Linked DNA regions of Mus musculus: all the other regions are linked to region 1. Evidence: chromatin contacts called from public Hi-C data. All regions are on one chromosome and are shown on one strand. Each heading gives the region's core, a stretch centred on a gene start, on an enhancer-like site or on the middle of the called end of the contact. The rest is flanking DNA. Distances are from core to core; before and after follow the strand shown. Region 1 holds the start of Fam174a (family with sequence similarity 174, member A). Region 2 has its middle 86 kb from the start of Fam174a. Region 3 has its middle 68 kb from the start of Fam174a.

Evidence for each region. A called contact is a pair of places that touch in the nucleus more often than the background predicts.
Region 2: a Hi-C map of myeloid progenitors shows a contact between it and region 1, with 2.0 times the contacts expected there. The contact joins the enhancer-like site here to the promoter of Fam174a in region 1. A contact is called at or near these places in 1 of 39 promoter capture datasets (macrophages), 4 of 484 Hi-C or Micro-C datasets (the C10 cell line, bone marrow-derived macrophages, myeloid progenitors and 1 more), 1 of 115 datasets of contacts at active chromatin or transcription factors (microglia) and 2 of 9 other capture datasets (adipose tissue and liver).
Region 3: a Hi-C map of bone marrow-derived macrophages shows a contact between it and region 1, with 1.9 times the contacts expected there. The contact joins the enhancer-like site here to the promoter of Fam174a in region 1. A contact is called at or near these places in 1 of 39 promoter capture datasets (macrophages), 3 of 484 Hi-C or Micro-C datasets (bone marrow-derived macrophages, conventional type 1 dendritic cells and peritoneal macrophages), 1 of 115 datasets of contacts at active chromatin or transcription factors (the HPC-7 cell line) and 2 of 9 other capture datasets (adipose tissue and liver).

What each region holds. Positions count from the first base shown.
Region 1 is chr1:95,311,909-95,315,777 of GRCm38.p6, reverse strand. Fam174a (family with sequence similarity 174, member A) reads right to left here and starts at 2,150. Exons shown (of 3, transcript NM_026321.4): 1 at 1,528-2,150. The coding sequence starts at 1,961.
Region 2 is chr1:95,397,975-95,401,843 of GRCm38.p6, reverse strand. No RefSeq gene overlaps it. Among named protein-coding and RNA genes, the nearest start is that of Fam174a, 86 kb to the right of the region's middle. Within about 2 kb of position 1,958, at least 12 of the 459 cell types and tissues checked have an H3K27ac peak or open chromatin away from gene starts, as enhancers often do. A contact at or near this core is called in myeloid progenitors, where this site is marked.
Region 3 is chr1:95,379,960-95,383,828 of GRCm38.p6, reverse strand. No RefSeq gene overlaps it. Among named protein-coding and RNA genes, the nearest start is that of Fam174a, 68 kb to the right of the region's middle. Within about 2 kb of position 1,933, at least 18 of the 459 cell types and tissues checked have an H3K27ac peak or open chromatin away from gene starts, as enhancers often do. A contact at or near this core is called in the HPC-7 cell line and bone marrow-derived macrophages, where this site is marked.

The sequences.
Region 1 (3,869 bases), core at 901-3,400:
TAATCATCAAGAAGTCTCACTTTGGTGGTCATGAGCTTTTAATAACTTCTGAGCATTATCTAACTCCCCAGTGACAAAGTGGGTGTGGATTTTCTGAACTTTCTAAATCAACAGCCTCCAGCTCAGTGATACTGCTTATGTGAGGGGCTTTCAAATGCCTTGCATTCCTTTATATGCTTAGAACTGTGGATTCTAACCTAGCATCAATGAACTCTGAACAAATTGAACACTTGCTTTAAAAATGTAATCTTAAGTTAACTGTTCATAAAACCAAAACTAGTAAAAAGTGACTTTTTTTCCTTCAAAATCTATTTAACATTTGGCCTAAACCGAGTACAAAAAAATAAAAAAGGGGGGGGACCCTAGATTTTCAAATTTGTGCCTGCATCAAATCATTTGTAAAATTTGGTTAATGGATACAAAGAAAATCCACCCTCAAAAACATATCAACTTGGAAAAGGGTGCACTTTAATACCCTTTTCTGATTCTTTTTAAGAATATATACAACACTAAAATGTGACAAGACATATTTTCTTGATATCAGTTCCAATGTAGAATTTCAAGCCTTACCAGTAAATATTTTGTATTTCATACACTTGTAAGAGAATGTGTTATTTGGAAAACAGATGTAAAGTAGGAGCTAAGGAAGACTTGTAAAAAAAACAGATTCCATAAGATTGTTTGGGCGACACAGAAACACCGTACCATTTTAATCAACCACTTAAGACACGCCATGTTGGCTTTCCATTTACAAGTACTTATTTTTTAAAAATCCACATTTCGTTTTGAGGATTTAAGGACATTAAGTAACGGTAGTGTGTAGTTATGGGAAAGTGTGAAGTAATTTGGAAAACAGGAAATAAACAAACCAGTACAGATCTCACAAAATACCATCTGCTCTCATTTTAGGGAAAGGGAAACCACAGTTGTTCTCTTGGCTAGCTAGCCCCTTCTGCTTGGGGGTCTTCCTCTATGTGACACCTCTCCAGAGATGTGGCGCCCAATTAATTGAGGACAATTTAACTTTGGGATAGATTAAGGGCACCATCTAAGAAACATAATTGGCAAGTTTTGCAAAAGTGAAACATCCAATCAGGACTTTGTGCGCTACTTTTATGGTACCCTGCCTCAGAAATAGGAGTGCATTCTAACAGGCAAAACGTGTTAGTTACACCAACTGCAGAGTAGTGAGAGAAGTATTTCACCGCACTGTAATCAAAATTCCTGGGGATGGAAGAGCACTTCTACTTCAGGGTCTGTGAAGGCAGAGGCAAGCCTCAGAGAGCAAGATGCTGAGGTTAGGCTACTGATTTCTAAAGGAAAGGCAACAGCTTGTGTCACCAGCTAAGGCAGCACAGGCCATTAAGACAGCCAACCAGATGGTCTTAGATTCCAGTTCCTGACGCTGGGGCGGGGGCAGGGGTTAAGTCAAGCCCAGGTCACAGACATTGTCCCTGCTTCACGGAGCAGGTCACCTGTCAGCCAGGTCTAGGCTGCAAGGGGGTGCCCATCGAGGCTGTGCCTCACCTGACGGTCCTGACCACGAAGTACACCAGCACCGCGGCGCTCACCACCACCAACACGGTCAGGGCCCGCTGGGTCATGGGTTTGTCGCCAGGACTGGGACTCACGGCCAGGCTGCCACCCTGGGAACCTTCTCCGGCCTTCCCTTCGAGGCCGTCCGCCTCAGACCCCGCCCCGGGGATGCTGTCATTGCGGCTCTCCGCGCCTGGCAGCCCGGCAGCATCAGACTGAGCTTGGCCCCGAGGCTGGGCCGCGGTGGGGCCCGGAGGAAGCGGCGACAGCGTGTGCGGCCCGGGCTTGGGAGACTTGGACTCCTGCACCTCCCTGACCACCATCGACGGTACCGCCCCGGACCCGCTCAGAGCGGGCAGCAACAACAACACGAAGGCCGGAGCCAGGAAGTGGCAAGGCCCGGAGCAGCCGCGCGGGGTCGGCATGGTCTCCACGCCGGCCTCTCAGCACGCCGCAGCCGCCGGGCCGGCCTCCCGGTCCGCAGCGCCGACCATGGGCGCGCCGGAACCGCAGAGCCGACTCTCCGGAGGAGAGCGGGTGGCTGAGACTGCGCCGGGTGGCTTCGGCGGCGGCGGCGGCAGCAGCCTGCCGGGACAACCGGAAGTTCGTACATCCCCGCAGCCACTGCTGCTACGGACGCCTCCGGTTGCTAATATGTAGGGGCGGGCTGCGCTCAGTGACGTCAGAGGTTCGAGCCTATTGCGCACGCGTAGCTGTGGGACGCTCTGAGAGGTCCCAACTAGGTTTTCCATGTTTCAGGAGTGTTCCTAATAGTGAAAAGGCTTGGGCCAGAGTGGGTAACCTGAACAAGATGAACAGTTATGCCTACAGTTCTTTCCAAGTGGGGAAACGGGAGCAATAGGAAACTCGATTTAATTTCCTTGATGTCAAACTTCATAACTACATCTAATCAGTAAACACTTCCTCTCAGTTCCCTCAGGAGGATCACAAACTTTAAAGAGAGCTTTTTCTAGCTGTAAGGGTATCGACTATTCTTGGAATCCCTTTCTTTGGAAAATGTAAAGTTGTTTATTCAGGTTTTCCCCCTTTAAAGTGTAAATATTTGTAAAAACCTCTCTTGTCAATTTCCAGAGACCTACAGTCATCCTTTTGAAATAAAACCAACAAGAAAATTGTGCCCCTGTTAACTAGTTTTTGCTATGGGCTGCCTCAAGCTGCAAAACTATCCCTGAACTTATGGAAGAGAGAAAGTTTGTATATTACCTTAGCAAATACCTGGGGCTGTGATCTGCCTACTCTAGTTTACTTTACAGAACTTGAACTCCAAATTTAGTTCTCTTACATTTGAATAATGTTGCCTTTATCTAAGATTTCCATCAAGTAACACTGAGAAAAACCAGACACCTGCCTGGGGCATTGGAGCATGGGTTGTGTATAAATATGATTAGTTCTTTCTTGAGCTTTCTTTCAGTCTATTATAAACAGATTTTTTAAAAGGCTTTCTCAGACATCTGTCAAGAGTCAGCTGTTTAAGGGTCTGGAACTGCAATTTAGTCCATGTCCTGGAAACTATTAGGATTACCCTGAAGACACTGCAGTAGCTATAGAGGACCTCTAAAATCACAGCTGAAGACATGTTCTAGACAGCCTGTTCCAATCTTAAAATGCAGAACGTCACAAGACAGGTATCTGTGAATTCTACTTAATTTTGCAGGCATTTTCAAACAAGAGCTGAAGTATTTCCCTTGTGAGGGTTAACAAAACTTCATTTTATGCTAAGCATCCAACTTGGTACCCATTAGCCATTTGTCTCTGACTCCAGTCCCTTGAAGATAAGCTCCCAGTAACCTGGACTCAGTGACCACATACAGAAATGCACAGCCATGGCATTATGATATGACTAGCTGCTTTTTTAATTGTGTAATTTACTTATGCAGATACCCAAAGATTGTTTGGCCTTGCCCACGTAAGCTTGGCAGAAAAGACCAGTATTTGGTTATTTGCATAAATATTGAAGATCTTGTGGTTTTGTCTTTAAAAAGCCTTTCCCCATACCACTCCTCACAACATGCATGAGCTTGGGCTTTAAGACTATTGCCCTGCTAGCAGATAATCAATGCATCTTTTAATTATAATGTAATTGACTCTATAGTATTTTCCCGAGGGGTCAAAAAAGCCTCCATAACAACCTCTTGGCCAACAAGAGATCTCTGGTTGATACAAACATAGTTCTTCATTCTCAATAGGTGTTGTGCTATAATTTGTGCAGATACACTGTCATTTGCCCACAGGTCTGCTGTAGTCAGTATAGACATTCTTGTAACACCTGTTTTTTTGTTTTGTTTTGTTTTGTTTTGTTTGTTTTGTTTGTT
Region 2 (3,869 bases), core at 709-3,208, 86 kb before region 1:
GTAATTTTGAAAATTTTATGTCCAATTATATTGTAGGATATCTAAAATCCTAGATGTTGATGTTCCCATAAACCTATATTATCATAAAGCATTCAGTTGAAATAGATAATAATAAATATAAGCAAATAGATAAGTAATAAATTTGCCCTTACATTGCATTATTGAAAACATGATGAGCATGTCAGTTTATCTGTGTGTGTGTGTGTGTGTGTGTGTGTGTGTGTGTGTGTGTGTATGAAGTAATCTGGCCGTGTTTATCTTAGACATACATACTATGATGATCCTTTATCCTCTCCTTATGTAATCTTGATGAAGAGAGAACTTAAAGAATCTAAATACAATGTTTGCTGACCTTTAATAACATAAGCAGAGTGCAGGAATCTTCTGCTGGGTAGCAAGTATGGACTGACTAAATATTCAGATGCCCGAGTCAGGGTCACCTTTGCTGATGATATACAGATAAAATGTTTGGCTAATAGTCATTAGTTACAGATTTGTGCATTATATTTGCACCAAATCTCCTCCTTTTTACTAAATTATGTAGTGAATTCCCATTAGCAATGCCATAGAATATTTCCAGCTGCTCAGGGTTGCCATGATAATCAGAGTCACGTTTACCTACAGTTTTTCATATTCTCCTAACCTGGTATAGATGATCAGTTAGCCCAGAAAAAAAAATTTATCTATATCCATCTCTCCACTCATTCATCTGTCTGTCTGTCTGTCTGTCTGACTGGTTATTTATTCACTTTAAGTGGAAGAATTTTGACAGTTTCAAACCTGAATTCTGAAGGCACTCACTAGATCACTCATGCGCTCTCCATTTTTCCCCTATTCATGGTGTGTGTGTGTGTTGGTGAATTACATTAGATATTACTGTTTCCGGTTAGAGAGACAACAATGGGAACAAAGAGTTTTCACTGTCTTTGATTATCTCAATACTTGCGTTACTGATGTGGTGGCTGCCCTACTACAAGTCAATGATGATTTTTGAAATTTATTCTCATTAAGTTTATTTTTATATGCTGATTCATAAATCAACCTAACAATAATATAGAATCTCTTTCCATATTATCTTTATTTTGACTAATTGTTCTTGGGAGTGTTTTAACTAGAGGTTCAATTCCTTTCATTCTGTATTCTTGTTTTAGCTGGATTCCCATTTCATTCTTTTTTAGTAAGATTTTTTAAAGTTATGTGTTGTGGATGGGCCTGGTGCTGTTTGTAGTTTGATGCTAATTCTGCTCTCCTGGGAGGGGTTGCAGACGAAGAGTGAGTCACGTGACTTCTTGTGAACCAATCCCCTAATACATAAGGAGCCAAACACTGGGTGAGGAGGCAGTACTTCCAGGTTGGATATTGGAAGAGAAGAGGGAGGAGGGAGTTAGATGCTTTTGGAACTGGACTGCATAGGGCAAGATGTAGCTGCTAGAGTTTCCTGGTATCAGGACAGATCCATCAGGATTCACCACCAGAGCGATCAGATTTAATAAGGCTTTCGAGATAAGGTTTTAGATGTTGTGCCCAGAGATTGGGTTACCATTGTTTCTGAGCTAAGTTTGTGTCTTATTTCTTTTCTCTTGGACACTCGACTGGGTTTCAGAGAGAAAGGTACCATGGCAAAGCACGGGTTCATCTAATGAGCACCACAAAGACCATGGGGAAGGGGGTGGTTTGAAGCATGGGGTTGGTGTGGTAACGACTGCCAGTTGGAACCTAGTAACTGGATGAAGAGTTTTTGGAGTTCTGAGTCAGTCTCCATGAGATAATAACATGTTGGCCATTGCCGCCAGTGCATGGCCTGCCAGCCCCAGGCACAGAGAGTTGCCGGTGCCCAGCAGCAGTTCGGGAAGCTTGCCAGTCGTTTCTTAATATTTCCCGCAACAGTTATGCATGCATTTTTGAATGAGCTGCTGTGTACCATGTGCATGCCAGTGCCCACAACGTCTGGGAAGTTGCAAAAGATTTCCTAGAACTGGCCTTACAGGCAGTTGTGAGCTACTGAAAGAGAGCACTAAGCACCTAACTGGCATCCTGGGGAAGAAACTTAAGAGTTGCTAACCCCTAAACCATTCTCTGATGTTTGAGCTCACTTATGTTTTTCTTGATTTTTAAAAACACTGTCTCGAGTAGGTAAGCTCTTTTTTTTTAGGTTACAGTATAGAATTATCCATTTAAGCTGAAAAAAAAAAGATATAGCTTTTTCATAAAAAAAAATTTGGATTGCCTATCCATAGAAGTTTCAAATGTGGGTTTTTTAAATAATAAATTTATTGTAATGCAAAATATAGTCTGTTTCCTTTTAACAACCTGCCTAAAACTGAGGTCGAGGCCAGCCTGGTCTACAGAGTGAGTTCCAGGACAGCTAGCGCTACACATAGAAACCTTGTCTCAAAAAACAAAACAAAATAAGACAACAACTAATGAAGATAATTTTAATGTCATTTATTTCTCCTTAACTAAGATGTGTCACATAATGTTGCATTGTAACAATATTTTCATACCACTACTTCTTTATCTCGTAATTTCTAAATTTGGTTCTTCATATATTTCAAATATCTTTCAGATGTAGGGAAAATTTATTCCAGAAACATGGATGCTCTGGCAAGGGATCACATCCAAAGATAAGACCTAGCCTGAATGCAGGCATGCTCTAGATTACAGGCTGATATGGCTGAAATACAGACATGCCTTTAGTATATACTTTAATCCCAAACAAGTAAGGTAAAGTTAGTTTGTGATGTCTAATTGAGGGACAGACAAAATGGCAAGTTAGAGAAATACTAGACAGAATGAATCAGAGATAGAATATGCCCAACTCTCAAGAGAACAGGGAGGGAAAAGAGGTTATGGAAAAACAAAAGAGGAAGAAAGAGGAAGAGAGAGAGATGGAGGGAGGGAGGGAGAGAGAGAGAGAGAGAGAGAAAGAGAGAGAGAGAGAGAGAGAGAGAGAGAGAGAGAGAGAGAAAGCAATTTTACTGGGACAGTTTTACAGAAACAGGTGAAGACAGAACTAGTCAAAGATGAGAAGGAGCCAGGAGATTCGAACCAATTGCCAGACTTAGTCTGAGGCCAAGCAGACCAATTCAGTCAAAAGCCAAGCAAAGCCAGTTTGAATCAGTCAGGTTGGAGAGGAGTTTTAAGGTGGAACAGCTGAGTTGGAAAAGCCAGCCAGAGATCAAAAAGAAAAAGAAAGGATATGCTTGTTCAGCAGTAAGCTTCCCAGACAACAATTCCAAATAGAAAATAAAAGTTTCTTCTACATTCAGTCAATAAAGACATGGAACAGTTATTTTAGATAAGCTTCCAGATTCCAGAAAATCATACTTCCCCATTCGGGCCTATGACTTACTTCCATTCACTTTTATAGTTTTGTGTCTCAGCAAGGCCACCAACACAAATATACAAATTAAATTCTGGAAGTAAATGACACTGTAATATCCAATTCACCTCTCAACTTGTAGACCCAATTGTGGTTGACATAATGATCAGTCTGCCTTGTGCTTTTATTGTACCACAATAGCTAAACTGAACAGTAACCACAGTCATGGCTCAGCATTCCCTGCGTAAAATTATAGTTGCTCTCTCTCTTACATGTTCTTTCTGGTTTGTGAGATGTACAGAGACCTAAAAATCTCTCATGAGGAACAAAGAACAAATACAAGCCAACTGCACAAACTGTGTGTGTGTGTGTGTGTGTGTGTGTGTGGTTTGTGTCAGTATAAAGCATAGATATTAAAAAGATGTGTCAGTCTTTATTGTTTGCATGTATGCTAATTAATCATCTTAGTCTGTTCTTATATATAAAGAACCTATATATGTAAATTATAAAATGGAAAGTATACATATGTAATAAACAACTACACATA
Region 3 (3,869 bases), core at 684-3,183, 68 kb before region 1:
ATAGGGGAATGTCAGGGTCAGGAAGTAGTACTGGGTGGGTTGATGAGCAGGTAGATGGGGGAGGTGATAGAGGGAGGAGGTTTTCTGAGGGGAAACCATGAAAAGGGATAACATTTGAAATGTAAATAAAGAAAATATCTAATAACAAAAAGAATTTCATCTCAAAGTCTCAGAAATTGTTTTTAATGATAACCGAAGGAAAGTTTCCTAAACTAAAAAAGGAAATGCCTAAAACAATACAAGAAGCACACAGAATCCTAAATATATTGGACCAGGAAAAAAAAAAGGCTCTTTGTCATATAATAACCAAAGTGCTAAGCATGCAGAACAAAGACAGGATATTAAAAACTGCATGATAAAGATCAAGTAACATATAAAGATAGGTGTAATAAGATTAAACCCGACTTCCTAATGGAGATTCTCAAAGTCGGAAGTGTCTGGACAAATGTGCTGCAAACTCTAAGACACCATAGATGGCTACTATGATACTCAGCAACAGCCACTATAGAAATCAACATGGTGGTTCCTCAGAAAAATGGAAATTGTTCTACCTTAAGACCCAGACATATCACTCTTGAACATATATCCAAAGGACCCTCTATCCTCTCTAACCATAAGTACACCTACTCAACCATATTCATTGAGAGTTTACTTATAAGAGCCAGAAACTGAAAATACCCTAGATAACCTTCAACAGAAGAATGGACAAAGAAAATGTGCTACATTAATGCAATAGAGTATTGCTTAGCTGTTAAAAAAATGACATCATGAAGTTTACATGCGAATTGATTCCTAAAAATCATCCCAAGTGAGGTAAGCCAGACACAGAAAGATAAAGATAATGTATTCACTTAGAAGGGGATATTAGCTATTAATTAAATGATAACCAACTACAATTTGTAGACCCAGAGAGTTCTAGGGGAATGTATCAATCTCTCTGGGAAGAAAAATAATAGATTTTACAGGTATACTGGAGTGAATGAAAAAAGGAGTTGGAAAATTGGGTAGGGGAGAGATGGGGTTGAGGAAGAGAGTGCAGGGATAGACAGCTAGAATTGGATAAAAGTTTTAGGGGATTGTCTGAAAATATACGGCAATTGAATCTTCTTAGAAAATATAAGTATTTCTAATAAAGACTCCTATTAATGGGGGATATAAAGTCTCAACTTGTAGCTAGGCAGGACTTCTGGGCGTTAAACGAGGTTGCATACAATTGAATTGTTGGCCTAGGATAGCCGATGAAAATCACCAAACATCCCAGGCTAGTGCTGAGACAAATGGTTGCTATCCACAAACTGAGAGCAGGGCCCTACTGCTGAGAACAACATACACATAACACATTAAATATGGTGAAGTAAAGCTGGTGCCTACATGGAGCCTTCATTTCAAAGTTCTAGTCTCTTTGCTGTGAGAAGGTACTCTGTAGGCTACCAAATGAGAACTGTGGACAGCAACCCAACCATAAAACCTCTGACCAACAATCTGACATGCCTCCAAAATATGCTAGGGCAATGGTGGCACAGAACCTGTGGAAGTAAGCAATTGATGTTAGATTTGACTCCACAATAGAGAACCCATACTCTACACTAATCTGGTAACCTAGAAACAGAAAGTAGATAGCCCAAACACTTGGAGTAAAACCAAACACTAGTGGTTTTAAAAATTCAATTAAAAGAATCCTAATAATATTCTGCTATACACATAGGTCAGTGCCTTGCATCAGAAAGGTTTTCTCTGACAGCACATGGGAACAGATGTGGAGACCCACAGCCAGCCATCTGTGGAGATAGTCTATTCAAAGGTCTTTGTCAAATCTCTCCTCTCTGAACTCATGGATTCTCATGAAAGTGGCAGTAGACTTACAGTCTTGTAAATCCAGAGGAGACAGAGGACACCAGGATAATAAGGCCTTCTGAATCAACTGAGCAAGGTCCATATGAGTTCAGAGATGAAGCAGCAAACACAGAGCCTGTAGGGACCTGAACTAGGTTCTCTGTGTATATATCACAGCTACTAGCTTAGTATTTTTATGAGACTCTTGAATGTAAATGCAAGCAAGTCTATGACTGTTGTACATTTTTTGGGTTGCCATGTCTAACTATCAACATGATAGATTTTGCTTCATCATATTATATTTTATTTTCTCATGTTTGATCATTATTTCTTAGAAGCCTGTTCTTTTCTAATGAGAGACAGAAGGGAATGAATCTGGAGGGGAGGGGACATGGGGAAGAGCTATAAGGAGGAGAGCAAGGCAACTATAATTAAGATATATTGTATGAGAAAAATATATCTGCAAATAAGATATTGTTATTATATATGCGTTATTATGTCATATAACATTTGAGTGTGCCAATTTTATGCCCATCAACCACCTGTTCCTTATTTCAGGTGATCAATTACTATTTACTGGAAACATCGTCAAAGAGATGACTGTTGAACCATATTCAAAGATGATTCTACATTTCCTTTGAACATTTCCATGCAGTTTGCTCTTTCTCTTTCAGCTTAAAGTTTAATATTTCAAAAACAAGTGGCTTTATAAAAACTAGCACATCTAGTTTCCTTCCCCATCAGTAACTTTCCAGTCATATCCACTCAGTAGCTAAGTTCCTCTTTTTAAAAATAATATAGTCAGAAGTTCAAGTTTAACAACTTACTCAAAAAATCAAGCTATGTGCATTCCACTTCATGCATCATCACCAGCAATAAAAACCCTGAGATCAGAGTGTTGCTTGCAGCATTTTGATGCTCCAGTACAAAGAATAGCGTTCAACCTGCTTTTGAAACTTTACAGGGATGCTCTGATGGTAATGATGCACTTTTTTTTTTCTCCTGTGAAGTAAGAAGATCTGATTTTAAAGACTCACCAAGGTATACAAATGTGCACTGAGAACATTATAGCAGATCCACAAAGAAACTTTCCTAATCACAGTTGTGGGGGGAGGATTCAGTGTGATTTCCACCACAAAGATAGTACAAAGTTCACCAGGCTATTAACCACATCTGTCCTCCATCTCCTGGGTGGAAAATGGGTTATCCCTTTGGAGACAGAACACAAGGCCCTCTATGCCTCCTACACTTGCCTAAGGAGCTGGAGTCTTACTGTAATAGGAAGACTAAAAGAGAAACCTTACATTTTTATGATCTGGCCTGTGTTCCCTTTATCTCTCTGCTCTCTCATCATCTCAGATGTCAGCAGCAAGCAACCCTCTCCTTCTGCAACTGGAGTTGAGAATTGTCCTTGCCACACATGCCTTCCCACTCCAGGATGGACTGTATGCTCAAACCATGAGCTGAAATAAACCTTTCATTCCTCAAATCAGTGCTTGACTCCAGCCATAAAATTATACCTGTTGCTATAAGTGGAATGTCGATACAATTATTAAACATGATGTAAACATCTGTGTTTTCTGATGATCCTAGGCAACCCTGTGAAAAGATCATTCAACACTAAGAGGGTTGTGACCCACAGGTTGAGAACTACTGTCTTAAACAAAGCTATACTTATTTTTATGAACCAAATAACATTAAATATTATGTCATGGTTATATGATGACATCTTATATGTGTCATATTTATAAGTAAACATACTAATGCTGTGAAGTTAGGAAAAATTATCTCTGAAAATATCCTATGAAGTCCTTTAAGATCAGCAACATATGGTTATGTATGTTATGAACTGAGGAAAAGGTAGTCATTTCAAGAAAATGGGGAAGGGTTGAAATGTACCTTTGTTATGTCATAAGCTGAGTTCTTCAAAAGGTGTATTTTTTTAGGATAGTCTTCATGTTTCAAAGGTTAATGTAGTAAAATCTAAATGTTTTAATTATATAGACCTTTTCATCTACGGTGAAATCTCAAATCTA